Linked DNA regions of Mus musculus: regions 2 and 3 are each linked to region 1. A link is a contact called in public capture Hi-C and promoter capture Hi-C data. All regions are on one chromosome and are shown on one strand. Each heading gives the region's core, a stretch centred on a gene start, on an enhancer-like site or on the middle of the called end of the contact. The rest is flanking DNA. Distances are from core to core; before and after follow the strand shown. Region 1 holds the start of F630042J09Rik (RIKEN cDNA F630042J09 gene). Region 2 holds the start of Zfp58 (zinc finger protein 58). Region 3 holds the start of Zfp874a (zinc finger protein 874a).

Evidence for each region. Capture Hi-C pulls out chosen DNA fragments and counts their contacts.
Region 2: a promoter capture Hi-C map of adipose tissue shows a contact between it and region 1, with 2.3 times the contacts expected there. The contact joins the promoter of Zfp58 here to the promoter of F630042J09Rik in region 1. A contact is called at or near these places in 2 of 9 other capture datasets (adipose tissue and liver).
Region 3: a contact with region 1 is called in a capture Hi-C map of embryonic stem cells, with 2.2 times the contacts expected there. The contact joins the promoter of Zfp874a here to the promoter of F630042J09Rik in region 1. A contact is called at or near these places in 1 of 484 Hi-C or Micro-C datasets (embryonic stem cells), 1 of 115 datasets of contacts at active chromatin or transcription factors (embryonic stem cells) and 4 of 9 other capture datasets (adipose tissue, embryonic stem cells, liver and 1 more).

What each region holds. Positions count from the first base shown.
Region 1 is chr13:67,277,051-67,280,032 of GRCm38.p6, forward strand. It overlaps F630042J09Rik (RIKEN cDNA F630042J09 gene), which reads left to right and starts at 1,544. Exons shown (of 4, transcript NR_033540.1): 1 at 1,544-1,695; 2 at 2,084-2,982. It also overlaps a transcript of Zfp458 not described here.
Region 2 is chr13:67,499,062-67,502,043 of GRCm38.p6, forward strand. Zfp58 (zinc finger protein 58) reads right to left here and starts at 1,461. Exons shown (of 4, transcript NM_001007575.2): 1 at 1,310-1,461.
Region 3 is chr13:67,450,115-67,453,096 of GRCm38.p6, forward strand. It overlaps Zfp874a (zinc finger protein 874a), which reads right to left and starts at 1,510. Exons shown (of 4, transcript NM_177712.4): 1 at 1,398-1,510. The coding sequence starts at 1,403.

The sequences.
Region 1 (2,982 bases), core at 294-2,793:
TACATCTACACAATGGAGTACTACTCAGCTATTAAAAAGAATGAATTTATGAAATTCCTAGCCGAATGGATGGACCTGGAGGGCATCATCCTGAGTGAGGTAACACATTCACAAAGAAACTCACACAATATGTATTCACTGATAAGTGGATATTAGCCCCAAACCTAGGATACCCAAGATATAAGATATAATTTGCTAAACACATGAAACTCAAAAAGAATGAAGACTGAAGTGTGGACACTATGCCCCTCCTTAGATTTGGGAACAAAACACCCATGGAAGGAGTTACAGAGACAAAGTTTGGAGCTGAGATGAAAGGATGGACCATGTAGAGACTGCCATATCCAGGGATCCACCCCATAATCAGCATCCAAACGCTGACACCATTGCATACACTAGCAAGATTTTATTGAAAGGACCCAGATGTAGCTGTCTCTTGTGAGACTATGCCGGGGCCTAGCAAACACAGAAGTGGATGCTCACAGTCAGCTAATGGATGGACCATAGGGCTCCCAATGGAGGAGCTAGAGAAAGTAGCCAAGGAGCTAAAGGGAGCTGCAACCCTATAGGTGGAACAACATTATGAACTAACCAGTACCCCGGAGCTCTTGACTCTAGCTGCATATATATCAAAAGATGGCCTAGTCGGCCATCACTGGAAAGAGAGGCCCATTGGACTTGCAAACTTTATATGCCCCAGTACAGGGGAACACCAGGGCCAAAAAGGGGGAGTGGGTGGGCAGGGGAGTGGGGGTGGGTGGATATGGGGGACTTTTGGTATAGCATTGGAAATGTAAATGAGTTAAATACCTAATAAAAAATGGAAAAAAAAAGAAGTACAACACCTGTTTAGATCGTCAAAATATTAGAGCAAAGAAGAAAGTCATAGAGGCAAAGGGGAGGGAGGTTGGGGATGGAGGTTTTGCAAAAGGGAAACTGGAATGGGGCTATCATTTGAAATGTAAACAAATAAAATGATTAATAAAAAAAGAGAGGGAGAAAAAAGAAACTCCCATATGTAATATTTATCCTTTAAAATTAACTAATATGTATACCAAAAAGAAGAAGAAGAAGAAAAAGAAGAAGAAGAAGAGGAAGAAGAAGAAGAAGAAGAAGAAGAAGAAGAAGAAGAAGAAGAAGAAGAAGAAGAAGAAGAAGAAAGAGAGAGAGAGAGAGAGAGAGAGAGAGAGAGAGAGAGAGAGAGAGAGAGAGAGAGGAGCTAAGGTATAAAACTGCTACCTCAGTAAGGTACCTTTAAGTTTTTAACTATATACACAGCCCCCCCTCCCTGCACTGCTCTGCTTTCTTCTAGGTGCACCCCCCACCCCCACCCCTCACCCCCATAGACCTTTAGGCCGTGCTGCTTTCCTGGACCAACCTCTGTGTTAGAGACACAACAGGAATGTACAGCAGGGCGGGACTCTTGCCCGATTTTGAGAAAGACTCATGCGCAAACCAAAAGCCTTATGAGGATTTCCTAGATGGTTCTCTGTGACGTCACAGTATCCAGACTACATCTCCCAGAAGTCTGTGCGAAGGAATTCCTGGAACTCAGGTAGGGTGATTGCTACTGTTGCTGAATTTGTTTCTGGAATCCCACAGTAGAGTATGGGAGAAAGATGCAGAGGCTGGAGGAGAGCCAATGGGAGTCAGGCTCGTGTTCACCGTCAGATCCACAACAGGAGCTATGTGAATGTAAGTTGAGCCTGTGACAGAAATGTTAGGCTTACAAGTCCTTTCTGGTCTGTATGTTGTAATTTTAATCTTATTACAGCCTGAAGAAATCACGCTGACTCGGTTGTACTTTAAAATATGCAAGTAATACACTAATGTGGGAAGGAAAATCATCTTAAGAGTCATTGATTTCTTTTAACTCCCAGCGGCTCTTGATGCCTCTTTGGTTCTCACGCTCACTGAAAATGTCTTGTTTGACATGGCACCAAAATTCTCACAAACTTACAAAACATTTGTCCAGCCCCATACTTAGTGGCCTTTCAACTTAAGGACACTTGACTGTAACTTTACTTTCTTTTCAAAGTCTACTTTTAGGGATGGTCCTTAACCACTTTACCCTCCCTTCTAGCACACCACCCACCAGAGGCAGTGAGAAAAAGATGATGTGGGGCAAGTGGACCTGTGAAGAAAGGTTCTTTGGAGCAACTCCTGTTTGCATTTTCAGGAAATCAGCAGTCCAGTTGATAGTTCGGCAGCAGCAGCTCAGTCCACTTGCAAACACTTCCTGGATACACCAGAAGTCCAGTTTGGTGGTGTCGGGATAGTAAACTCAAATCAGCAGCAGTGGCAGGAACAGCTAGGCCTCAGCCAAATCAGCACGAGGGCCCAGGAGGTATGCCAGAAGTTCTCTGCTGTGCCTCTCTCAGCAAAGCTGGGATCCTTGAAGACTTGAGACCAACAAGCACTGTACAGCCGGCTGCAGCAGCAAGCCAACCTTCACTGTCCAGCCAGTCCTATTTACACTCCCTCCAAATATCCTGAGTCCTCCATGGGTCTTGCCACAGCACATGTCTTGCCTCAGTGCGTGGGTCTGTCTCAGCTTACATCACTTTGTCAATCAGCCTGAGTCTGTGGAAGCCACAAGAAACTGCAGCATGGCAGCAGCAGTTTTTATTTTTTTCTTTTCTTTTTTTTAAAAAATATTTATTTTATGCCTGTGAATACACTGTTGCTCTCTTCTGATACCTGAAGAGGACATTGGATCCCACTACAAATGGTTGTTGTGAGCCACAATGTGGTTGTTGGGAATTGAACTCAGAATCTTTGGAAGAGCAGACAATGCTCTTAACCACTAAGCCATCTCTCCAGCCCCAGGAGCACAAGTTTTTTGGTGTATTTCTCTCTGTGGAGTCCTGACAAATGTCTGCTTCAGCGAAATGTTCTTTCATGTGTCTGCTTTAGCAAAATGTCCTCTCACCTGTGTCTGCTTCAGGAAAACACTCCCTCACATGTTTGCCCCAGCAAACC
Region 2 (2,982 bases), core at 211-2,710, 220 kb after region 1:
GAGAAACACAGATTTTCATTACTCTGTCTTATGGGGCTTTAAAAGTTGCAGTCATTGAGAAAATGCCTTATAACTGGATCTTGTGGAGGCATTTCCCCAACTGAAGCTCCTTTCTCTGTGATAACTCCAGCCTGTGTCAAGTTGACACAAAACTAGCCAGTACACTGGTTGATGCCACATGTAAATCTGGCTCTCATTCCCCACGTGAGGAGCAGGAGCAGGGTTTCTGTTTTGGCTAACTAGAGATGCATTCTACACACTTTGATGTGCAGTGTAAGGAAGGAGAAGCCATGCAAGAGGCAGAAAAGCAAGGGAGGGGTGTAAACCACTGTGGCTGCTTCAGACAAGGAGAATTCCAGAATGGGAATGAGGTCCGTTTACCTTAAATTACATAAATGCATAACGTTCTTTAAGTTCTCCCTCACCCTGCTGACCTCACACAAACGCTTAGCAGCCTAAAACAAGGTGAGCTTTCCCCCCACTGCTCCGGGGGTCCCTGCTAATGGACTGGCTCAAGTTCAAGACCAGATCGAAGAATGTTTGTACAACAGTTGTGGGCCAAGTAGACATCCTGTCTTTCTTGAAAAGTAATCAACCAAAACTTAGGGATGGAACCCTTCAAAGGCTTAAGAAACGCCAGCCCTGAAGGTGAAGCGGGACATCAGCTTCCCCACCCCTCACTCTGCCTGCCAGTGGTTGCTTCTCTCCATGTGCCCACCGCACCTGTTTTCCCTCAGCCCTAGTCAAAGCTTTTCTTTATCAGGTGATTCTGGTAGATTTGTCCACGGTGCCCCAGAATTTCCCAGCTACGACCTGTTGTGTCTCTGATTTTTTTCTTACCCGTTTAATTCACCGACTGGCCGAGAAAAACGATGACAATCCTTGATCATACCGGCGTGCTGTGAAACGCTCGAGAGGCAGAAAACCCACCTATTTTAGATGAACTGAGAAAACCTCAAGATTCATCTGAGAGTGAGGTTCAGCTAGTAACAAAGTCTCCCCAGCCAAGCGGGAAAGTGAGCTCTCAGCACCGCCTGAGATGCAAGTTCGTCAGCTGACCCACCAAGCCTGATCTTTACACCATACCCCACTCCCGTGCAACCATCCTGCACTCCTGTCCCAGAAGCCCACGGTAGACTCGCGTTGTGCTCAGAGTTCTGACAAACATCAATCAGGGCACCGTCAGACACGCCCTCTCCCCAGCCCTGACCAGTATCTTTATGGACCAGAATGTAAGGACAGCGCAGGTCAGTTTCTCCCGACCTCCCACCCATCGCTGCTCTACTCGCTGCCAGATGGATCCCCGCACCTCGAACAATGCCTCAGGCTGCGCTGCTCCCTGGACCAACCTCTACGTCAGCGATGCAACTCGAGAGCTGAGCAGGACAGCACTCTCACCCAACTTTGGAGAAACAGCACACTTTCAGACTCAATTAAATACTGTTTCCGGAGCAGGTCCCTGTGACGACACAGTGGCCAGACTACAATTCCCACAAGTCTGTGCGAAGAATTTCCCGGAAATCAGCTAGGGCTGTTCCTGGATTTGTCACTGGCAACCCACAGGAGTGTATGAGAGAAAGAAGCCTACTATGCTTGACAGCCATTGGGAAGTCAGGCTGGTTTTCATCTCCAGATCCACAACATGAGATATATGAATATGAGTCGAGCCTTTGACAGAAATATTAGGGTTTCAGGTCCTTTCCTGTCCATGTGTTGTGATTTTAATCTTACTACTCCTTGAAAAAAAAAATCAGCACGACGAAGCAATCACTAGTGTGGGAATAAAAAAATATCTTTTAAAGATGATTTTTCAAACCAGCATTGATGTGCCTTATTATGCTCTTAGCTGCCTGGTGGCTTATGGAAGAAGGACCCAGGATCCAAGGTTGGATTGGGCTATTTATAGAGACCTTATTTCTAAATAAGATGGATAGGGAGCTAGTTTAAGGTAAAAGCCTTTGGGTGTAATGGCTTTGGCTCAACACTATGCTACATAAATAATTCTTGTTCTTCTGTACTGATACCCGGTGTGAGTCATATATATATCAGATTCTACAACTGGTAAAACTATTCCTGTGAACATTGGAACCCATACAGTACAGGAAGTGGGCCAAGACCACACAGGTGGTTTTAATAATTGAACAAAGTTAAGTTCAGCTCTTGAGATGAAAGGAAAGACCATCCAGAGACTGCCCCACCTGGGGATCCATCCCATATACAACCACCAAACCCAGACACTATTGCATATGCCAGAAAGATTTTGCTGACAGGACCCTGATATAGCAATCTCTTGTGAGGCTATGCCAATGCCTGGCAAATACAGAAGTGGATGCTCCCAGTCATCTATTGGATAGACCACAGGGCACCTAATGAAGGAGCTAGAGAAAGTAGCCAAGGAGCTAAAGGGGTCTGCAACCCTATAGGAGGAACAACAATATGAACTAACAAGGATCCCCCACCCCAGAGCTGTGCAGGACCCTTCATTAATGTATCCTTTACAGGGAGGCACATGACCTGACTGTGTAGTTTTATCTAGCTCAGAATGGTAACTCCTTTAAAAGGTTGTTCAATGGACTGCATTATATGACGTTATACATAATCCAAATATTTCCCAAGTTCCTCTCTACAAAGCAGAGGTTTTCTATCCATGTATGCATATATGGAATGTTTCCTATTTACCTATGGAACTTGTGCCTTTTGGCTGTTGTACTGGCTGGTTTTGTGTCAACGTGACACAAGCTGGAGTTATCACAGAAAAAGGAGCTTCAGTTGAGGAAATGCCTCCATGAGACCCAGCTGTAAGGCATTTTCTCAATTAGTGATCAAGGAGGAAAGGCCCCTTGTGGGTGGTGGCATCCCTGAGCTGGTAGTCTTGGGTTCTATAAAAAAGCAAGATGAGCAAGCCAGGGGAAGCAAGCCAGTAAGGAACATCCCTCCATGGCCTCTGCATCAGCTCCTGCTTCCTGACCTGCTTGAGTTCCA
Region 3 (2,982 bases), core at 260-2,759, 170 kb after region 1:
GGTTAGTCATTCTGGACAGACAATATGTACACAAAACCTATAAATCAGAACTGTACATTTACAAAAGAGTTTGACCAACTGAAACAGGCAGCGTGTGTGCAGTGTTAACACGAGGGCACCTCTGGTGTCCTTTGTTAACACCTTGTGACAGGTTTTTCGATCTCAGGCTTACAACCTCTGAGGCAAAAGTTTTATCTCTTGTTTTACTTAGGGAGATTTTAGTTCATCCTCCACTGAGAAACAGCTCAATATCCTTTCAGAAAACATCTGTGTCATTTCAAGTGAGGAATTAAACACTTTCCACGAGAGATTCCTAATCCAAGTGAACCATCTGTAAATTCACAATTCATTTCCAGGTAAGTGGAGGAAACATCACACACCTCAATCTCCAGTACGCAAAACTCTGACCCTGGAACCTAGCAATTTCTGTCACCTCAAAGCAAGACAAGAGTTATTGCATGTGTGATAGTTAAAAGCTAGCTCCATTTCCAACTAAGCTGTTGTACAACACAGCAACAAAAACAAACAGCAAACAAAAAACCAAAAAAAGAAAAAAAAAAAAACCCACATAGCAGAAAATCCCCAGAGTTGAGATACTTGTGGTGTGTGCCTTTAAAAATTCCAACCCCTATCTTCCCTTTTGCAGCAGTTCTCAAACTGGCAAAGGAGATTGTGGCTCTAAATAAAGCAGTTTGGGTTGTTTTTTGTTTGGTTCTCTCTCCTCTCTTCTCTCCTCTCCCTCTCCCCCTCCCCCTCCCCCTCTCCCTCTCTCTCTCTCTCTTTCTCTGTGTGTTTTTGTGTTTTGTTTTTCGAGACAGGGTTTTTCTGTGTAGCCCTGGCCGTCCTGGAACTCACTTTGTAGATCAGGCTGGCCACGAACTCAGAAATCCGCCTGCCTCTGCTTCCCAAGTTCTGGGATTAAAGGCGTGCGCCAGCACCGCCCGGCTGGTTTTATCTCATAATTCCTAGTTTTGTTCGGAGTTTTTTTCAGTGGTCTTGAACTCCGTGACAGACAGCCATAAAGTACAGAAAGGACCAGATCTCCTCTTAACTAAACTTACTGACAGATCCAGTAATATCCACGTGAGAGTGACCCAGCTAATGCTTCCACCAGAAAGCTGGAAAGTGTACGCCCAGAATCACCATGCCCAGGCAAAGACCTTCACCCAGCCAACACTGCCCAGGCAATCCTTGAACTTACAAGCTTCTCCATTCCTTGATTTCTGTCAGTCTAACGCAGGGGTCAGTCCCACCAACCCCCGCAGCGCCCTCTCACCAGCCCTGTCCAGAAAGCTCCTCCAAATCAGCTCTTCCCAGCTCCCATTCCATCCGGTCCCTGTTCCTTCCGGAACTATGCACCCCGCACAGACCCTGGGATGACTGAACCCTGGACCAACCTCCATGTCAGAGATCCAACGGGAGAGCACAGCAGGACCAGAGTCTGGCCCAGCTTTGGATAAGAGCCGCACATGCTTACTAAAAGATGAACTGTTTACTAAAAGTGCAGACCTGTGACGTCACCGTGCTGCAGACTACATTTCCCACAAGTCTGTGCGATGGCGTTGCAGGAGTCCTAGGAGAGTGAGTTGTATTATTTAAAGGTCCTGGATTTCTACATTGATGTGTGTCTGCAATGTAGTGTCACCTACTTAGGAAACAAGGAGACCATGAACTGTGTCCAGTTCTAACGAGCCGAATGTTTATGTAAGGTGCCGCTTTTCCGGATTTTCACTGTAAAGTTCTTAATTCCTTAATTTCCGTGGAGTTTACAGCTATTTGAGGAACCACCTCACTGCCAGTTAAGTGGCAATAAGCTAGTTTGCAGAAACCAGACCATGCGTTAATCATTTCAAAAGAGTTTTACAATTTTCTGGAGGAGGGAAGTTGCCAGGAACTTATCTTTTAGTAATTTAAGAGCGGGTGCCCGGCACACAATAAAGTTTCCTCACAGAGGACAAAGAGCAAAAGCAGGGACTCAGGCTGCTTTTGACATTCAAGATTCACAGCCTGCGGTGTCTTTAATCCCAGCTCACTGCAAGCAAATTCAGGCACCTCTGAGTTCCAGGCTGCCTTGTTTACAGTGAGTCCCTGGCCTGCCAGGGCTACACAGTGAAACCCTGTCTCAAAACAAAACAAAGAACAACAAAACCAGAAATATCCAGATTCATCACAGAAGATATTTGTGAATCAAGCCTTTCCATGTTTTGTTTGTTAAGTTTACAAGTTGTTGCTCATCAATATGTTTATTTTAATCTTCATTCTACATATTATAAAATGTTACTTAAGCTTGCAAAAAAAAAATAGAAAAATAGACAAAAGGAACTTGCCAGATGTTATGGATATGCCTTCAATCACTTGGGAGGCAGAGACAGGAGAAACTCTAGTTCTAGGAGAGCCAGAGGCCTGTACTGGGACTGTCCCAAAAAAAAAGGAGGAGGAGAGAGGGAAATAGTATGTTATATTGGCAGTTTTCCTTGGAAATAACAGAATCCCTTCTGGGCCAAACCAAGCTGCTCTGAGCAGCCTACTACCCAGGGAACCTCCACTCTCCTGCCACCTCTCCTTCACCTCCATCAGACTCCTGAACCACAGGTAAGGTTCCCTTCCCCAACCCTTCTTCCCTGCTATCTGAGTCCTCTGGGGCAAGCCAAGCTGCTGGAGCAGCCCGCCATCCGAGAGGTCCTCCATTCTCCTGCCACATATCTGCCCACCTTCATCAAACCTGAGACTCCTGAAGCATACAGAACCACAGGTTCGCAACCATACAGCCCAAGGCAGCCCATCAGAGGCCTGCCACACCAGGACCATCCAGGTTCACCTTCCTCTCAATCCGGCTACAATGAGAACATCCATGGAGCAAAAGCATCTAGATGGCTAAAGGCCCTCGAAACAACACAATCAACACGAACCAGGCCAATGTGACACCTCCAAAGCACAGCTACCCCATGACAGACAGCAAGCCCTAGTTATCCTGATCCAACC